Linked DNA regions of Capsicum annuum: region 1 is linked to region 2. A link is a contact called in public Hi-C data. All regions are on one chromosome and are shown on one strand. The core of a region is the stretch at or near the end of the contact, and the rest is flanking DNA. Distances in the headings are between cores, read along the strand shown.

The links. A called contact is a pair of places that touch in the nucleus more often than the background predicts.
Region 1: a Hi-C map of leaf shows a contact between it and region 2, with 2.3 times the contacts expected there. The contact joins the promoter of LOC107872824 here to the promoter of LOC107872823 in region 2. A contact is called at or near these places in 2 of 5 Hi-C or Micro-C datasets (leaf and placenta).

What each region holds. Positions count from the first base shown.
Region 1 is chr6:189,293,147-189,298,801 of UCD10Xv1.1, reverse strand. LOC107872824 (peptide-N4-(N-acetyl-beta-glucosaminyl)asparagine amidase A) reads left to right here and starts at 2,781. Exons shown (of 1, transcript XM_016719443.2): 1 at 2,781-4,763. The coding sequence starts at 2,875. The coding sequence ends at 4,677.
Region 2 is chr6:189,133,557-189,139,507 of UCD10Xv1.1, reverse strand. It overlaps LOC107872823, which reads left to right and starts at 3,368. Exons shown (of 5, transcript XR_007056553.1): 1 at 3,368-4,120; 2 at 4,505-4,612; 3 at 4,710-4,781.

The sequences.
Region 1 (5,655 bases), core at 1,532-4,031, 160 kb before region 2:
AAAAAAAAAAAAATTCAAAAATATAAATATGGAGTTGTTATCCATTATAAGAATCATTTAAGTAATTTATTCTATTGATCAGGAAAAACTTTTTTATTTAAGCTAAAATTTGAAAGTCATCGGGTCTATTCTTGAAGATTTAGCTGTTGCAAATTTTGCTTGACGGAGATGTCATAGTCACAAAGGCCGTGTTAGATGACCAACTAATTATACTTATTCTACAAATGTTGGCATAAACTCTTATTAAACAAAGAGCAAAAAGAGCTTCACAAAAAATTTACAAAAGTAAAATGTTTTATTAGTCATCTGACGTAATATCTTGTCCTTGATGCAGACACAGACAAAGATTTTATGCTTATGAATTTCCAATAAAATAAATTGATGTACTAAGTCAATCAACAACTTTGCTAATCAATGCCTAACTTAATATTCTTATAATATAATTACAAGATTTATAAAAATATTTGGAGTTCTCGCAAACCTCAACCCACCCAAGATTCTTAATATTTCCTCCGTTTCAAATTAGTTGACTCTTATTAATTTGACATATTCATTAAAAAAATCTTTGTTAGAGTTTATTTTACTAAATTAATATTAGTAATTATGCTTTGAAAATATAAATTTGAGTAAATACACTTTATTTAGTCATTTAATGTTAAGAGTAGTATTTGGAGAAAGTAATAAAATTCTCTTGATCTCATTAAACGGATAACTAAATTGAAACAAATATTTTTAAAAAGAGGACCAACTAAAACGAAACGAAAGGAGTAAGTCCTAAAACATGTTTTAAACCATTTAATTGCACAATTTACTTTCAAGTAGATTGCTCTCTGATTTTTGTCTTTTGAATGAACTGATCCTTTATGTTTTCCTCATAAGTAAATTTCTCATATTGTCATTCAATTTAGTACAGTATCTCACTAAAATCATGTAATTTTTTTTTATTCCAATAATATCATCCAACTTTGTACATTTTTTTTACAAATTAATAATTGCTAAAATAATTCATATTTTTTTAAAGAAAAAATAATCAAAATAGACCCTTAAGTTAATTTTTGAATTGGAATGATCGATGTGCTTTAACAATATGAAATACTAATAACTTTTCAACTATAAAAAAATAATAATATAATTTTAGTTCAACTTTTAGTTGTAATATAAATATAATGTAGTCCATCCAAAAATGTGATTGATATTACTAAAAAAAACTTATATGCATTCTATTTATTTGAAAATTTAGGAGTTCAATGATAAAATAATATTTTATAATTAATCTTTATTTTTTGATAAAATATTTTAAATTTAGTTGTTATTTTTTTCTAAAAATAATTGTCAAAAAATTCATAATTCATATAGAAGACGATGGATTCCTTCAACTCCCGCTCTCTAGCCAGTAGAAAAATAATTTTATATAAATATTTTAAAGAACTTCTATAATAAATTAAAATATTGATGAAGGATATCATGATAATATCATAAATCAATCAACATTAAATAAAATTAGAAAAATTTATATAACAATTGTGTAATTTAAAATTGTTAAAATTTTTTAATATTATTGTCAATGTTGTGATATTATTTGAGAAGAAACTATATTAACTCTTCAATTTGACTTTAAAAACTAAATACATCTCTTATTTTTTTTTTCTTTTTAATATTATGATATGTCTTTTTAGATTTCATTACTCCTTCCATTCTATTTTAGTTGGTTGTCTTATTAAAAATAAATGACTCATATTAGTTGGTCACTTACTAAATCGAAATAGAATTAATTAATTTTTTTCCATGGTATTCTTACAATTTATTGTATACATTAAAATGTGAACAATTTCAATTTCAATATTCATTTCTATGCCCACATCATTAATATTGTTAAAGGGTCAAATAGTAAAAAATTTCATTCAATTTATGATTTTTTAATTACTGTGTGAAATGAAATATGTCCAACTAAAAAAGGATAGAGGGAGTATGCAATGAAGTAAAAATATGAAATACAGTTGGAGGCCTGTTAATATTTTAAAATAAAGAATAAAGACTATTTAAATTTTCGATTAAACTTAAGGGACTATTTTACTCATTTTTCTTACAAAGAATAAGGACTATTTTAACAATTGTTAGTTTGTAAGGAAAATGTATAAAGTTGAATGACATTATTGAAATAAGAAAAAAGATAAATGACTTTAGTAGGATTTTTTCCTAAGTTGAATGACAATACGAGGAATTGACTCTTCTCTTATAAATCAATTCTACGTTTATCAGAGCATAAGTTTTTTAAAAGTACGAAACATAATTAATGAAATATTATGATGTAAAAATATATTTATGTCTCATGAAAAAGTTAATTATCCCAAAAATAGAAATTAAAGATGAGCACAAATAGGAGCAAAAGTGTAAATGATCCATTTTAAATCACTTAATTATCATAATTAAAACAAAATCTTAATTATCACATATTTGTCATCTGACAATAATAGACAAATGAACAAGTTGAATACTTAATTAAAGAAAATGTCGTTGTCTGTGATCTGGCATTCTGTCTTAACACATGTCCTGCCTATCACCATCAAAGAAAAATTGAAATGATTTAAAAAAAGAAAATTGATTATTCACATTAAAATAATCTAAAAAAAGGTACGATATAATTTTCTTCAAAATAACTGAATGATTCTATTTTTTGCCGAGTCAGTGTCATATCTTGCCAGGTGTGATTGTTTTATGAAATTGACGGCTCAATTTTAAAACAAAAACAAGAGCTTAGATGTCATTATCTTATTGTATCAGACTTTGTTTTTTCTAACTTGATCTCTTTATTATATAAAATATGGTTATTGATATATAAAGTGATTAGCAATCAATATTCAGAATTAATTATTCATGATGGTAAATCTCTTCTTCTTCATGATGATCATCATCTTCATCATCAGCAGGTTTATTAATGTTGGACTTTCCTCTTCCCTTGAACACGATTCTCACTTGCTGAAACGTGGTGTTGTTCAACAGAAATACTTGGAAATCACTCGTCCGTTGCCTTTCGCTAATCTCACTCCTTCCTGCACTCTTCCTATTCTCACTCATGACTTCGGAAATACGATGGGTCTTCCACCTATCTCCGTTGATTACACTCCTCCAGAGAAGTGCTGTTGGAAGCATGTGGCTCTTCAATTCAATGCATCTTGCAAAGGAGTACATGAGTATGATCGTATAGCTGCAGTTTGGCTGGATGGGGTTGATCTCTTCCGTACCAGTACACCCGAGCCTACTGTAAATGGCGTTTTCTGGACGGTTACTAAGGACGTTACGAGGTACTCGTCCCTCTTAGTCAAGGAGAATATTTCTCTTTCTGTTATGCTGGAAAATTTGGTCGACGATGTTTATACAGGTGTCTATCATGTCAATGTTACTTTCTTATACTATGATATTGATGACATGGGTGTTCCGTTGTCAAGTAGAAGTAATCGGAAATTGAGACTGGTAGATGATGTGTTTGTGGATAATCGGATAAGAGGTGATAAACAAGCAACAGCAGCGGATTTGATAATGCCTATTTCGGGTAATGGAGGTGAAGGGTTTTGGTTCCGAATTCAAAGCGATTCAGAATTGCATGGGAAGAGTGTGATCATACCGAAGAACACGTACAAGGCTGTCATGGAAATTTGTGTATCATTTCATGGGTATGATGAGTTTTGGTACTCGAATCCCCCTGATTCTTACATAAGGGCAAATAATTTGACTAGCCAGAGGGGCCACGGAGCGTACAGGGAAGTTTTGTTGAATATAGACGAGAATTTGGTAGGATCCGTGGTTCCATTCCCTGTGATTTACCCAGGTGGAATTAATCCCCTGTATTGGGATCCAGTTGTTTCCATTGGGGCCTTTGATCATCCTTCTTACGACATCGAATTAACTCCATTTTTGGGGGTTTTACTTGACGGTGAATCCCATTTCCTGTGGTTTAAGGTGGTGGATTGTCTCCCTTTCTGGCTTGTGGATGCCAATTTGCACCTTTGGGTAGATAAACAATACACAGGTAGTGATTGTCAAGTGCAAGCTAAAATTATTGATTCTGGAACTCCAGACTTGGAGATGGAGCGATCTTCAGACTTTGAGGGGCTAGATGGATCATGCGAGGTTGAGATGAAGAGGAAGAGCCAGTATCGTGGGTGGGTGAAGTCATCAGCAGGCAATTTGACAACTACAGTTTCACGACAACTCAAGTTCAAGAACAAGATAAAGTTTCACGACAAGGGTAATGAAAAGAAGGTAAAGCAAAAAGTGAAAGAAAAGATTGAAATTAGTGTAGAGTCTGAAAGGGGCATCAAGATTTCTCATACCAGTCTGAAGAGGAAATATCCTCTAACTATAACCACTAAATCATCAAAAGAGGATGATGGTACAATATCGATGCTTTCTGAATTAGAAAATGAATTGTGTGAGAAGAAGAAGTGGAGTGAAGGAGATTCTGGTTCTTGTTCAAGCAGTTTGAAAAATGGGCAAAAATGCAAAGGGCGGATGAATGTTCAAGATAATGTTGTTGTTCAAGGTGAAGCAACCACTGAACAGAGTTATTCATATAATGGTGAAGCTAGTAGCTATTCTCGGGAAATTACAGCTGCCAATGGCAGGCTTATAAATGACACTGCAAACTACTTCAACTTGGCTTCATTTTCTACTATGTAACATTTTTCAAGTATCCTTTCTTGTTAATAAATAAATGCCTCTATCTCTGCGTGTACTGCGTCGAATTAGGGCAGACTTGACATTTACTAGATGAGTTTCGCTCGTGCATAGCACGATCCAACATAATAATTTTGTTTCAACAAATTTTCCCTTAATAAGTTTGCATTTTCTTCAGTCGAACACCCTGCTTCATACTTAAAGCATTAGGTATAAAAGTTTATTGCTCAATTGAAACCAAAAGAAATGCAAATGAACATAACCTAAACACTACAACTCACGTACACGAGATACGAAATATTGACGAAGAGATAAGAGACAATTTGTGTGAAGAAAATCCTAAAACATTCGAGGCAATTTGTGTGAAGAATACCCTAAAACATTCGAGAAAATGGAAGAAAAATCATTCAACTGTTATTTTTTCTTGTTTGTACAATAAATATCTACCCTATATATAGATAGGCCTTAGTTGGGCCAAATACACATCAGAAAAGAGAATGAATGAACTAAACTAAATACTCTCTCTGTCTTATTTTATGTGTCGTCATTTAATCGGGCACGGAGTTTAAGAAAAAAGGAAAGACTTGGTAAAGTTTATCAAATTATTTTTTATCAAAAAATGTGTTAATATTTTCTTTTTTAATTAAGTGGGACCAATAAAGATAAAAGGGTAATTGTATCTTTAAAAAGTTGCCTAATAAAGAAAAGCGATACTTATTTTGGGATGGACTAAAAAAAAAAATGATAACACATAATTTGGGACAGAGGGAGCAACAATTACAAGGGACAATATCTGGTGCACTTGGGTCTGGATCTAACTCAGCAATCTTAACCAACCCCTCAAGCTGGAGGGTGAGTGAACTCCCATCTTGGCCATCAAAAAGGGTGGGAATCACCAACTAAAGGCTTTGTGAGGATATCGGCAACTGAGAGTGAGTGGGAATGTATTGTACAGAGATAAGAGCAGCAGCAAGCTTCTCG
Region 2 (5,951 bases), core at 2,119-4,618:
GATTGGATTAGAGCGGAAAGAAGAAACCAAGGAATGGAATTGGAGCCGAACAACGAGCTAAAACTTGAAGAAAGTATGTCTTCATGGGAGAACTCAGTAGAATCAAGTCCAATGCATGGTTTTGTCCCCGTTGACTTTGAATATCCTATGCAAGCTCCCGTTAATATTAACATGAATGAGTTGAAAAAAATGATGCACAATTTCTAGATTTTTCATTCATGTAAATTATAAATTTTAGATCATTTTGTAATCAATAAAATTCAACATCCATTCACTCCTTCCTTAGTCCTTACTTTGTAATTTTTTCATTTAATGATTTAAATTGAATTTCTATTTTAAATTAAAAACTTACTTCTAATATATTATTAATTTACTATAATATATTATTAATAATTTATTATATTAAGTAGCATATGTTTTGTATATTTGTGTATATATCTTCTATAGATGTGTATATTTAATGTATACATGTGTATATGTTTTATAATTTGTATATATATTACAGTGTATATAAGATATATATATATATATATATATATATATATATATATATATATATATATATTGTAGTATATGTTTTATTTAGAGTACAACATATATATTGAATGGTGCGTATATATATGTATATATCTTCTATAGACGTGTATATTTAACATATACATGTTTATGTGTTTTATAAATTAGTATATAATTATATAACTATACAAATATATATATATATATATATATATATATATATATATATATATTGTAGTATATTTTATTTAAAGTAGTACATATACATTGAATGGTGTGTATATGTGTGTATATATCTTCTATAGACATGTATATTTAACATATACATGTGTATATGTTTTATAAATTAGTATATAACTATATATATATTGTAGTATATGTTTTACTTAAAGTAGTACATATATATTGAATGGTGCGTATATTTGTGCATATATCTTCTATAGACGTGTATATTTAATGTATACATGTGTATATGTTTTATAAATTAGTATATAACTTTATATATGTACTTATATCTATTGTAGTATATAACTCTATATATGTACTTACAGAGGACATGACCCTTGATAGGAAGGTGTGGAGAACACGGATTAGGATAGAGGGTTAGGGGGTGGGAGCGCGGAGGTAGTAATAGGGGAGTGCTCCTTTGGGTCTGGAGTTTCTGGTTACTTTTTGTATTTGTTATATGTTATTGGTCCTAAGCCGGAGGTCTATCGAAAACAGCCTCTCTACTTCTCTTGAGTTAGTGGTATGATCTGCGTACACTTTACCCTCCTCAGACCCCACTAGGTGGGAATACACTGGATATATTGTTGTTGTTGTAGTATATATATGTTGTGGTATATGTTTTATTTAAAGTAGTACGTATAGTCGTATATATTGAATGATGCATATATATGTGTAATTATGTATATGTGTATATATTTTTTAAATTCTAATGTAGTATATACTACATATATAGTGTATATATATTGTTTAACGTATTTAAATGTATATAAGTGAGTATATATTGTGTATATTGAATTTTTTTAAATTTTTGACCGAATTTAGGTGGGTTTGACCGGGTTGGGTTAAGTGGGCCGGGTTAGGGTTGTTTTTGAAAATTTTATTGTTGAGCCCGGCCCGATCCACTTAATCCCAACCCGACTCCTGCCCGGCCCACAACCCAATTAATTTTAACAGACCTGTTCCGAGTTGGTCCGGCCCAGCTCACTTGACAGCCCTAACGTAGCGTCACTATATTATTATTATTATTATTATTTTGTAAATAAACTGTATATATATAATACTTAAATTTTATAAGATATAGGTTTGAAATAGTAAGAGTCTATTAGAACGCTTCAATTATGGGTTTCTATTTATTAAGATAATATATATTTTTTAAAAGGGATAATATATTTCAAATTCAAATACTTAATTTTTCAATTCAAATTTTTTATTACATATTTTTTAACTTTATCTTAAAATTACCACTTGACTTATTCTTGTGCTGAAATTTGACGTCTTGTCTTGCTTTAGTTTTATTTATATATATATATAGAGAGAGAGATAGATAGATAGATAGATAGATAGATAACATATTCACTGTATTTTTATAAAGTGGAATCTGGGAGGATAAAATATATCCAGTTAATATCACTTCTCAGATGAAGTAGAGAGACTTTTTCTGATAGGCCTTGGCTCAGGTTTATTAGTTATTTAGTTTGTTGTATAAAATAATATGCATAACATATCTTTTTTTTTTTAAAGAAAAAATTACTCCCTCCATCTATTTTTATTTGTTCATTTTTCTATTGACACAAGAATTAAGAAGCAGAAAATAATAGATGTAATTTTACCATATTATCTTTCAAATATAATAAATTTAATGCTATGAAAAATGCATTACATAATGAATCGTATTTAATTAGTGGTAGAGTTAGAATTTTCATTGAGGAAGTTCAGAAGTATATATACGAACTAACTTTTCAACATCTACTATATATGCATAAAAAATATTTTTAATCATGTAAAAATGATATAACTTTTCGTCGAAGGAGATTTGGATGAACCCCTAGAACAAAGTTGATTCCGCTACTGTATTTAATGCTAAGAGTAAAATAAATAAAAATAAATAAATTATTTATTAATTTTATAAATTAAAAAAATATTATTGAAATTTCAAGAAAGAAAAATGCTTAAATAAATACAAACGGAGAAAGTACTTATTTACAGAAAATCTTCCATATTTATTTACTTGAAAAAGGATTAGAGTAACCTCAAGAGTGTTTTTGTCGTTTATATTTATCCCAAAATAACTTATATGACATTATTATTTCACTATTTGGTTGAAATAAATTATATTGACGTAATTATTGATTCTTATGTTAACTTATCTCAAAAACAACAACTAAATAAGGAATTGAGATGTTTTTGAAAATTTAAAGTTATAATTTTCTATATAGAAGCATATATTATTTACTAGTTGAAGTTAAATAAATTATATTTATTAATTTAATACATTGAATTTAAAAATTATAAATTATATCAACTTAATTTAATATGATAATAATATATATTTTAAAATATATATCAAAAATATTATCAATATTTCAAATACCCTACCATCGTGACCCCCCTTATCTACATTATCCTCTACGAAAGCAGTCAGTTAAAACGGCTCCAATTATTGTCGTTTCTCATACCGGTCACTATCCATTGAAAAGCTCATATTCAACTTCCACTCTTGGGTTAACTACCAACCATGGTTACTTTTAACCACACTCACAATTTACTTTCCTAATCACACCTCAAATATTCCTCTTATTTACAATCCTACCATCATCTTCTCCCTGTTATAAATTTACCCTTCGAGACTCGCTAGGTTTGCCAAACTGAAAAGCCTTAGGGCACTTTTAGGAAGAAGAAGAGATCTATAGAAACATAAATTGTTTTATATAGATCTCTCTCAAAGTTAGTTAAAAATGGCGAATTCCTCTAGAAGGCCGAGTGCTCCGGTGTTACTTAGATCGGCGTTTGAACGGTCACTTTCACCGACCGGCCGGTTCAGCAACACTGGTTCAACCAATGCAACTGATGCGATGCCGTTCGCTTCGTATAGCAATTCTAGCTTGACCGGTTGTTTCAACCGATCGGCGTCTCCGACGCGCGTGAAGATTCACGCGCTTGCGCCGGTGAATTCTACGCCGAGTGTTAGGTTTGCGATTGATAGATCTATATCTCCGAGGAGGTCTATGGCGGTGAATCAACGTGATCAGGTGGTTAGAAAGCAGATCAATCTGAAGAGGACGTGTTTGTGTTCTCCTACGACGCATCCTGGTTCGTTCAGGTGTAGTATGCATAAGAATATGAAGAATAATCCTTCTCCTTCGATTTCGTATTCTCCTAGCCGACTGAATGCTCGGAGATCGGCGATGACGAATTCGCTGGTGCGGATTTGTTCTGTTGAAGGTGATTTAGTGAAACGAGCTTTGGCTGCTCTAATTAGGCCATCTTCGCATTCTCAGAGACGTCGATGTGACTTTCAACCGCGTCCTAGCCGGCTTTCCAGAATGTCCAAAGCCGATGACCTGTGAAAATACTTTTCCGTTTTACGTTTTTACAGGTTGGTGATTTTCATATATTATCTGAAGCTCATCTCTTGAGAGTTTTCCGGCGGTGGCGTGTGATCCTGGCTGCGGTTCTTACTACTCCGGCGAAATGAAAGCTATTGACAATTTTGATGCAGTATGGAAGTAGTAGAATTCTCCCCTTGTACATATATGGTTTTGTTGCAGTAACTGATTGCAATTCAAGGACAAATTTGGACTATTAAAATCCATTTAAGCAGAGATTAAACTTTGATTAAAACAATTAATCATGAAATTGGAACTTTGATTAAAATTTAATGAACATATGATAAAGACTTGGATATGGTTGAGAAATTTGTGTTAACTTTTTGGTATTTGATGGAGTGGCGTGACTTGTTTCGCTTTCTGTTCATTCGCAGCCTTTGTGTTTTCCGTCGTGTTCACCGTTCCATTATGCAATGGCGTTTTCCGTTCGTCCGCCGTATATGCGTTCGTCATGTTTTGGCATCTTTACGTCATCGTTCGAGGTATTTTCATTTATTTATTATTTATTATTTATTTACGTATTTATTATGTATTTGCTAGTTGGATTTATTGATGTTTTTTAATTTTCCTTGTTTTCAGGTTGGCGTAATGTAATACAAATTCTCGGAGTAATGGAGAGTGGATGCGTTGAAAAAAAAGAGTGGATGCCGTGTACGTATATAACACCAGATCTTCGTAATTTTTACCTTGTCTTGGAATCATGGAGGGAGATTGAAAATGAATGTGAAATTCAAATGAGACATTTGAACTTAGTGGACGAAGTAAAGGATCATGACATGAACATAAGAGGAATCTTGTGATACATACAATAATGAAAAGCATAATAAGTAAACTTGTCATTTAAACCTCATTACTTATTTCCTTCAACTTTGAGCCTATACAAGTGTATTCAAACTTAGTATAAACTTGAACAAATAGACATACGTGTCAATTCGTGTGAATACCAGCTTGAATTTTCATGCAAATATAAACTTGAACAAATAGACATACGTGTCAATTCGTGTGAATACCAGCTTGAATTTTCATGCAAATTTGTGTGAAATATAGCTTGAGTTTTCACGCGAAATATCATGTGGGATGCTTTATCTATTTGTTTAATTTTACACAAGTTTGTTTACTTATGTACATTTGAAGCTGAAGGGTAAAGATTTCAGCGAAAATTAAAATAAGAGGGTTGATTATGTATTATGCATAATCAAAATAGTAATAGTAAAGGCTAAAAGGGGGAAATAATAATTTGGAAACTAAATGGGAGACAGGCTGGATAACGGTGGGTATGGCCCAGTTAGGATGCCCATGGTGGTCCGAAGCATGAACTTTCCTGAACATTGTGAACAGCTAATTTGGACATATTTTAGAAGTCACTTTATGATGACTGAAATGGCTGGAACTTAGTTGGCATATTATTGAGGGAAAGATAAGAAAATGAGGAATGAGTCCAAAAAGGGAGGTCGTGAGTAGTTCCTACTTCATGATCCGGTTCCTTTTTGTTCATCTTAGTTCACAATCCTATTCAATAATATTCACGGTAAAATCCAACCTTGAAAAATATGTATACCAAAAAACTTGTGATAAAAAAGTCATAGGGACTAGGGAGTTACGTGAATACAACTAAATCCTGGGCTATTCTTTCACACTTCAACTTTATCCTGAATAACAACCAACATGGAATTGACGGATGAAGAAAATTGATTATCAACAACCTAAACGCAACATTATTGGAATGGGACTCCGTTTGTTAATACTCCATCCGTTTAATAATAAATAAATTATTGAATTTTGGCACACAGATTAAGGAAAAAACATTAAAGATATAAATTT